Regions from separate parts of the Gossypium hirsutum genome. Here region 1 is linked to region 2. A link is a contact called in public Hi-C data. All regions are on one chromosome and are shown on one strand. The core of a region is the stretch at or near the end of the contact, and the rest is flanking DNA. Distances in the headings are between cores, read along the strand shown.

Evidence for each region. Hi-C and Micro-C count contacts between places; a contact is called where the count stands out from the background.
Region 1: a contact with region 2 is called in a Hi-C map of leaf, with 1.9 times the contacts expected there. The contact joins the promoter of LOC107943753 here to the promoter of LOC107898976 in region 2. A contact is called at or near these places in 2 of 34 Hi-C or Micro-C datasets (both in leaf).

What each region holds. Positions count from the first base shown.
Region 1 is chrA04:81,805,064-81,808,941 of Gossypium_hirsutum_v2.1, reverse strand. LOC107943753 (probable L-type lectin-domain containing receptor kinase VII.2) reads left to right here and starts at 1,825. Exons shown (of 1, transcript XM_016877545.2): 1 at 1,825-3,878. The coding sequence starts at 2,134. LOC107943755 (probable serine/threonine-protein kinase At1g54610) reads left to right here. Exons shown (of 8, transcript XM_016877548.2): 8 at 1-328. The coding sequence ends at 35.
Region 2 is chrA04:81,416,658-81,420,675 of Gossypium_hirsutum_v2.1, reverse strand. It overlaps LOC107898976, which reads left to right and starts at 1,262. Exons shown (of 2, transcript XM_016824553.2): 1 at 1,262-1,688; 2 at 1,979-2,440. The coding sequence starts at 1,439. The coding sequence ends at 2,181. It overlaps LOC107937296 (probable protein phosphatase 2C 58), which reads left to right. Exons shown (of 5, transcript XM_041111507.1): 5 at 1-646. The coding sequence ends at 30. LOC121228206 (a long non-coding RNA gene) reads right to left here and starts at 3,612. Exons shown (of 3, transcript XR_005925766.1): 1 at 3,433-3,612; 2 at 3,253-3,318; 3 at 3,081-3,163.

The DNA.
Region 1 (3,878 bases), core at 576-3,075, 390 kb before region 2:
ATTCATTGTTTGTCACCGCTCGCAGAGCTGAATAGACATCATTTTATGGTTTTTCAATCTTTGTGGTAAAGCTGGGAAAATCAGGTAATCTAAATACCAAGAGATAATTAGTTTACAGGATTTACCATGTATAGTGAACAAGAAAAAGTAGATGTTATTTGTTATATAGAGTATTTGAGCAAAAGCACTCATTTATCTTCTTTGATTTGGTAAGCTATAAATATGGCTTTTATAGGATACAATTCTCTGGCTTTGTAGGTGATTACTACTTGTGTTTTTTTTTTATACATCAATAATAGAATCAATTAGAAGGATTACAATTTTGAAACTGTTTCTTGCCATTGTCTTATTTCTTCATAAATGATTTGGAAGTGGATTAAAAAAAAAAGAAGATTTGTTTGATCCACTGTTAAGGGAGTTTAGTTTTTCCGTGGGATCTGCTTCTTAGGGTATATTTAAAAAATAAAATAAAAATTTAAAGAACAAACTAATTAAAAAAAAAAAAACATGTGACATTCTTATGATTTAAAATGTTTATGTATATAAAATATTTGGTTCACTTGGGTATTTGTAATTTCTTTTCATTCTTGCACTTAACTTCAAATCAATGATTCAATATGGACCAAATTTGTAAATTATCACCTAAAATACAGGTAATATAAGTTTGGAGACAAAGATTAGAAAGCAAGTTAAAATGCAAGTTTTAAAATTGAAATGGTCTTTTTCCGCCAACTTATAAAAACGATTCTCAAATTTTTTTCAATTAGTCTGCTTTTCTTTGCACTTAATTGAGTATTTAAATGGTTAAAATTTACTAAAAAGATTATTTGATCGTATCATGTGTAAGAATGATAAAAAAATAAAAATTAATAAAAGTTATAGAAATTATTAAATTTTAATAAAAATATAATTTTTTTAAAATTTTATAAAATCATAAGAAAATTATAAAAATTATCATACCAAAAGTAGTATTTTATAATTTTTCTATAACTTTTATTGATTTTTATTTTTAGCATTTTTTGCTATATGACACGTGTTGCAACATGTGATAACTTTAACTAAAGAATCACTTAGGTTCATTAGGTTAATGGTTAAATGAGTTTTTTTTATGTATTTTATAATTTTTTTGTATGATTTTTATAAAATTTTATATTTTTTACGATTTTTATGATCTTTTTATAATTTTTAATATTTTATATTTTTTATTAAAATTTAATAATTTTTTATTTTTATTTTTTAACTTTTTTGCTACATGTCACGTTGTAATTGTGACACGGGGTGGCTTTAACTGAAACAAATTAGGGTTAATTAACTTTAACGATCAAATGATTTTTTTAATGAATTTTGACAATTTAAGTACTCAATTGAGCACAAAAAAAAACAGACTTTAATTAATTTTTTTGAAAAAAATTGAGGACCTTTTTGATAAATATTAAAAATTTAAGTACTCAATTGAATAAAAAAGGTAAGAATTTAATTGTTTTTTTTAAATTAGGGTTTTTAACCCTTAAGCCAATTGAAATTGATTGATGAAAATTAATAATTAATGTTTTTGGGAAAAAAAATTGTTAAAATTATTAGTTAATTAAGAATTTTTATGAAATCAATTTTAAAAATTAAATTGAATATATGAAAATGTATAACTTTGGTTAAAGGTTAAAATTTGTAAATAAATTGGGGTGCCAATGAGAAAGCTAAAGAGTAATTCTTGGAATCTAATATATGAAATTAGAAGCATTCATACTACCAAGAAGATAGAAAGAGATAGTTCAAAATTGAAAGGCTACGTTGTTTTACCTTGTTCAACAAAGCCTGTATTTGTCCAGGCCACCAATCGAGTGGCGCACTTAGATAGATTTGAGTAAAGCTTTTTTTATTTTTATTTTTTAATCAATTTGATCCAGCTCAACCCTTATCTTGTCGGCTCATTACCACCCCATTCTCCACTCCACCATTATTATTGTACTGTATTTCTTACCTTCCCGCCGCTTCCTTTGCGAATATTAGTTAAACTACTTAATTATTATTCAACAATTATTTATGTGATAGATTTTGAACACTTCTGTTTGTATGTTGTTCTTTTTACGCGTCCAACACAGTTGCCTTCCTTCAAATGCAAGCTAAAATCCTAAAATGCACGCCACTCTTTACGTGCAAAACTACAGCTTTATCTTCTCTTCTTGGATCTTTAGAAATATATTCCTCATGTCTCCCTTCTTGTTTTCAACTGCAATAACCTTCCTTTTGTTCTTCCCTTGGGTTTCATCTGTTGAATTCGTTTACAATACCAACTTCAACTCCACCAATCTCTTGACTTTTGGTGATGCTACTATTGATTCTTCCATCCTCTCCATCACAAATGGGACTTTTTCTATTGGTCGTGCTTTGTACCCTTCGAAGATCCCAGTGAAGTCATCATCAAATTCATCAAAGTTACTTCCTTTCTATACTTCTTTCGTTTTCTCCATTGCCCCTCTCAAGGGTTTTCTCCCAGGTCATGGATTTGCTTTTGCCTTCTTGCCTACTGCTGGTATAGCTGGTGCCAGTTCGTCTCAGAATCTGGGTCTTTTCAACTTTTCCAACAATGGTAATCCCAACAGCAGTATCTTTGGTGTCGAGTTTGATGTGTTTGCAAACCAAGAATTTGATGATATCAATGATAACCATGTGGGTGTTGATGTGAACTCCTTGAAATCTGTTGCTTCAAGTCTTACAGGGTTTTGGGGAGGGAGTGAAGGTGATAAGTTGAAGGGATTGAAGCTTAATAATGGTGTTAATTATCAAGTCTGGGTTGATTATGAAGATTCTATTTTAAATGTTACTATGGCGAAAGTGGGGGATAAAAGGCCTATAAGGCCTTTGATAAGTGTGTTTGTGAACCTTTCTACTGTTTTTCTTGATGAAATGCATGTAGGATTTGCTGGAGCAACAGGCCAGTTGGTTGAGAGTCATAGGATTCTGGCTTGGAGCTTTAGTAATTCGAATCCCTCAATTGGTAATGCTTTGGTCACTACTAATTTGCCTTCATTTGTGCCACCAAAGGATTCTGTGTTTGAATCAACAGGGTTCATAGTTGGAGTTACCATTGGGGCTGTCTTGCTTGTTAGCTTTTGCATTGCAATGTACTTTCTTTTGGTTAGATTTAGAAGGAAAAGAAATGGTAAGAAAGATGATATTGAAAATTGGGAATTGGAGTATTGGCCTCACAGGATTGGGTATCAAGAGATCTATGCAGCAACAAAGGCATTTTCAGATGAAAATGTGATTGGTTCTGGAGGTAATGGGAATGTCTATAAAGGGGTATTGAAAGAAGGACAAGAAGTTGCAGTGAAGAAAATTTCTAATGAAAGTGAGCATGGGATTAGAGAGTTTTTGGCTGAGGTTTCAAGTCTAGGGAGATTGAAGCATAGAAATTTGGTGGGACTGAGAGGTTGGTCTAGGAACGATAAAGGGAGCTTGATCTTGGTCTACGATTACATGGAGAATGGGAGCGTCGATAAGAGAATTTTCGACTGTCATGAGGACTCAATGTTGAGCTGGGATGAGAGAGTTAAAGTCTTGAAAGATGTAGCTTCTGCAATCTGGTATTTGCATGAGGGTTGGGAAGCTAAGGTCTTGCATAGGGACATTAAAGCAAGCAATGTCTTACTCGACAAGTATATGAATGCCAGGTTAAGCGATTTCGGATTAGCACGTACGCATCATCATAGTGAACTGGCTAGCACTACTCGAGTGGTTGGAACCGTAGGATACATGGCACCGGAATTGATTAAAACTGGACGTGTTTCCACTCAAACAGATGTATTCTGTTTTGGAGTGTTGGTGTTGGAGATAGTATGTGGACGGAGGCCGATTGAAGAAGGGAAGCCGAGTTTAAT
Region 2 (4,018 bases), core at 13-2,512:
ATATCTTGCATCGTTGTAAGGTTCCGGTGATATATTTCTTCCGATGAGTACCGAATTAATGAGAAAATGAATAGCTAAATATGTGTATACCATGCCACGTTTTTTATCCTCTTTATAGCTATAGTGATTGTTGCAGCCTACCATAAAACTGTTTGTATGTAAAAAGTTGACCCAGCTTTATAAAAATGACTACTTGAATTGTCTGCAACGTCATCGTTGATGATATGTTGTTGATTTTCAATGTTATCAAGGATAGGACCGTCCATGCCTTCAAGGCTTCCATACATAACTGAAGCATCATCATGACATGTGAAGGGTGACGATTTTGAATGGTTTCTTCCTTTAATAAAGATTGTTACAAATAAAAGGAAAAGGGAAAAGGGAAAAAAGAAAAAAGTACACTCTTATGGTGATGGTGATGGTGATGATGATGCATGTTGATGTTGTTTGTTGTGTGTGAGTGCGAGTGTGAATGTGTGTAAGACAATGAAAGGATTGATGGATGATTCTTTCCTTCATATCCTCTGCCTTTCAAGAAGTTAAATTTCCATGAATATTAAGAATATATTTGTAGAATATGTTGTGCTTATCATCCAAAAAGGAAAAAGAAAATCAATAAATTGCTAGCAAGTTTTACTGAGTACAATCCATTCAACGTATAAATATAAATACATGTTGTCGATTTATTATTAGTTTAATTGTTTTCGATATTATTATCAATATAAGAGGATATGAATTCGAGAGTATTAAAATGCAAGTAACACAAACAATTAATTTATAAAATGGATAAATTTATTATTCATGTATAGCATTTTATTTTTTAAAAATGTATTTATTTTGATGAATTAATTTGTCTCGTTATAAATTAATATAGTTAAAGTTTTTTAAAATATATATATATAAGCTTTCAAAATTTTAAAAAGAAAATTCACGTTAACATTGTTTTCAATTTCTTATTTTGAAATTAATAATTTAAATTCTCAAGGAATAAAAGTATTTATTAATTATAAAAAACTAAAAGGAAAAACTAACTTAACGAGTAAGAAGTTACTTGGGTAAGTATTTATTAATTATAAAAAAAATAAAAGGAAAAACTAACTTAACGAGTAAGTAGTTACTTGGGTACAGTAATGACTGAAACCCCTTGGAGAAGGGGAAAAGTCTCGGTCTTCCCGCCATCGTTGACCTTAAGCACCAATACAATTCAAACACGTGTAAAATTCAAATAAACCTCCCACCACTATTAATGATCCTCCATTCGAAACGAAAGATATACACGGGTCACCCAAATTCCCAAATTTCTTAGAAACCCTAAATCTTCTCTAATTGTTTATGCCCATTCTGCCCTCCCATAAAAACCGTTAGAGATATTCCTAGGGTTTGCATTTGCGGTTTGGAGGATAAGCTTTTAGACAAAGCCAAATCTTGGATTTGAGGAATGGCGACTGCGACGGGACAGGCGAACGCGAAGAGAAAGCCGGTGTTCGTGAAAGTGGAGGATTTGAAGCCCGGTACGAGCGGGCACACTTTGATCGTCAAAGTGGTGGAGATGACCCCAGTCAAGACTTCCGCCAGGCCCAACAGGTCCCGTGCTCTCCTTTCTCGACCTGTACCTCCGGCCCGGATCGCTGAGTGCGTCGTTGGGGACGAGACTGGCACCATCATCTTCACCGCACGCAACGAACAAGGTATTTATTTTTCTCTATCTATATGTATACACTAGTTTCATAGAAATTTATAGCCTCTGTATTTAGATCGATTTTATTTGCTCAGCGTTTTATTGGGTCAGCCTATATTTCATAATAAACCAAGTTGGTTGTACTTGTATAGACGTTTTGTCTTTTCTATTTCTATTTTGGGGACTATTTTAGTAGTCTAGAACAGAGTATTATTTGGAAGGAAAGAATTCTGACTGCAAGACTTAATTGAATTAAACAAGTACCTATGTAATATCATGATTTTGATGTTGGTGATGCAGTTGATCTTATGACAAAAGGTGCAACCGTGATTTTACGTAATGCTAAGATTGTTATGTTCAAGCGAACAACAATGAGGTTAGCAGTTGACAAATGGGGACGGATCGAGGTAACCGAACCTGCTAAATTCGCAGTTAAAGAAGATAATAATCTTTCTTTAGTTGAATATGAGCTTGTTACTGTTCCTGACCAGGGCATGAATTAGGGCCTTTGTTTATTGTGAGTGAATGATTGAATATATATATTTCTAGGAAGTTAATACTTTTTAAAAAGTAACCATTGGGCTTGATTCTTGGCTTGGTTTTGTGTCATGATCAGTCCTTTGAGATTGCGGTAGTACTTATTAGTATTGGACATATTTCATTGTGAAATCGAGTTTAATTCTCTTTTGCTTCTTGTTTATGTTATGACTATCATCAGCTTAAAGTTGAAAAAGTTAAATGCAATAAGAAAGCTGTTGTTCACTTTGATTTTCTCATTGGTGATATTATTGGTTTGTCGGGATGAATGCTAAATAAGTTCAGGTTATAACTTTAGAACACTTATGAAACATTTTCCCATCCAATTTCAAGGTGTTTACATCTTGGGGTTTTTTTTCCCACCTTGCCGAGATCCTTCTTTGGAGTGCTCATTGTTGAGACACGGTTGATCCATCCTACTTACCCCACTTATTGGGGTGTTAGAAACGAGATTGCCCGTATCTCTATGATAAAGCTGCCCCTCCAACAAATAAAACAAATGCAAAGATTGGTGATGTTATTGATTAACACCAATCAAATCATTTGTGGTACATTTTTGTACTCAAATGTCTTTGAGCTAGGGAAGGCAATAGAAAATGGTTTCAAAACTTAGGAAATTCAACTTGGCTTGGCTCCTCATCTGCCCAATGAGAATATCAGCTATATATACATACATATGATACTCTCTTAGGAGGAAGAACTGTTTTAAATTCATTAAACGTTCTCCAATCCTACGAATACTAGTCATACATGATCATTGGAAGCTGATACATATGACACTCTCTTAGGAGGGAGAACTGTTTTAAATTCATTAAACGTTCTCCAATCCTCCGAATACTAGTCATACATGATCATTGGAAGCTGATTGAATAGAAATATTTACATGACTAGAAGTGCATATTCAAGCTTCACACCTTGAAGTAAGACAGTTCAATTCTTTTCAAGACCCTGACAACGACAAAGAAGGTTTTGGACCTGAATATAAAACAGTTCTGATATCATGTATTCATTAAACACTCATGCTTTGCATATTGTACCTGACAAAATTTGTCTAAGCTGAATCAACACTTGCGCGGCCATCAAGCAAATTAACCTAACAAAATCTAAGTATGAAGATGGTCAATTTATAGAACAAATCAGCCAGAATGCATGGGCAATGTCAATGAAAAATAAATAAGGAAAAAAAATAAGATGAGGGGGATAGTGTCGGAATCTACCAGCGCAACACAATCGACGTAGCACTGAATTTTATCTGCCATCATAAAATGCTTAGCAAATATGGTTGTCCAAAGCTTATAGATATGTTCTGGAGATTTAGGCTGTATGACCTCGGCATTAAGAATAGTAGTGTTGGTTATATCTTGTAAAGTCTCTCTGTCATCATTATCTGAATATCATCATTAACTCAAATGTTAAATACTAAAATTAGAACTAAAAAAAAAAAATCAGCTATACTCATGGCGGAAAATAGGATCAAATTTCAGTTTTGAGCCATATCAAGTCATTTAACTTTCATTTTAATTAAAATTGGGTATTTTTTGAATATATTTGGCGTGTTTTTCGACACAACTAACAACAATATGTATATAGAGCTTAGACAAATTGATAAAAAATAAATTATATTTATATGTAGTACGTACAAATAATTACATTAAAATAAATTGAAGTATACATTTGAATCATGAAAAATTTTATGTATATAATTGTACCAAATTAAAATTAATGTATTAAACTGTATGTTAAATCAAAATTTATGTGCAATTTCAATTTCATCATTTCTAAATTCTCTCTCTACTTTAGGAA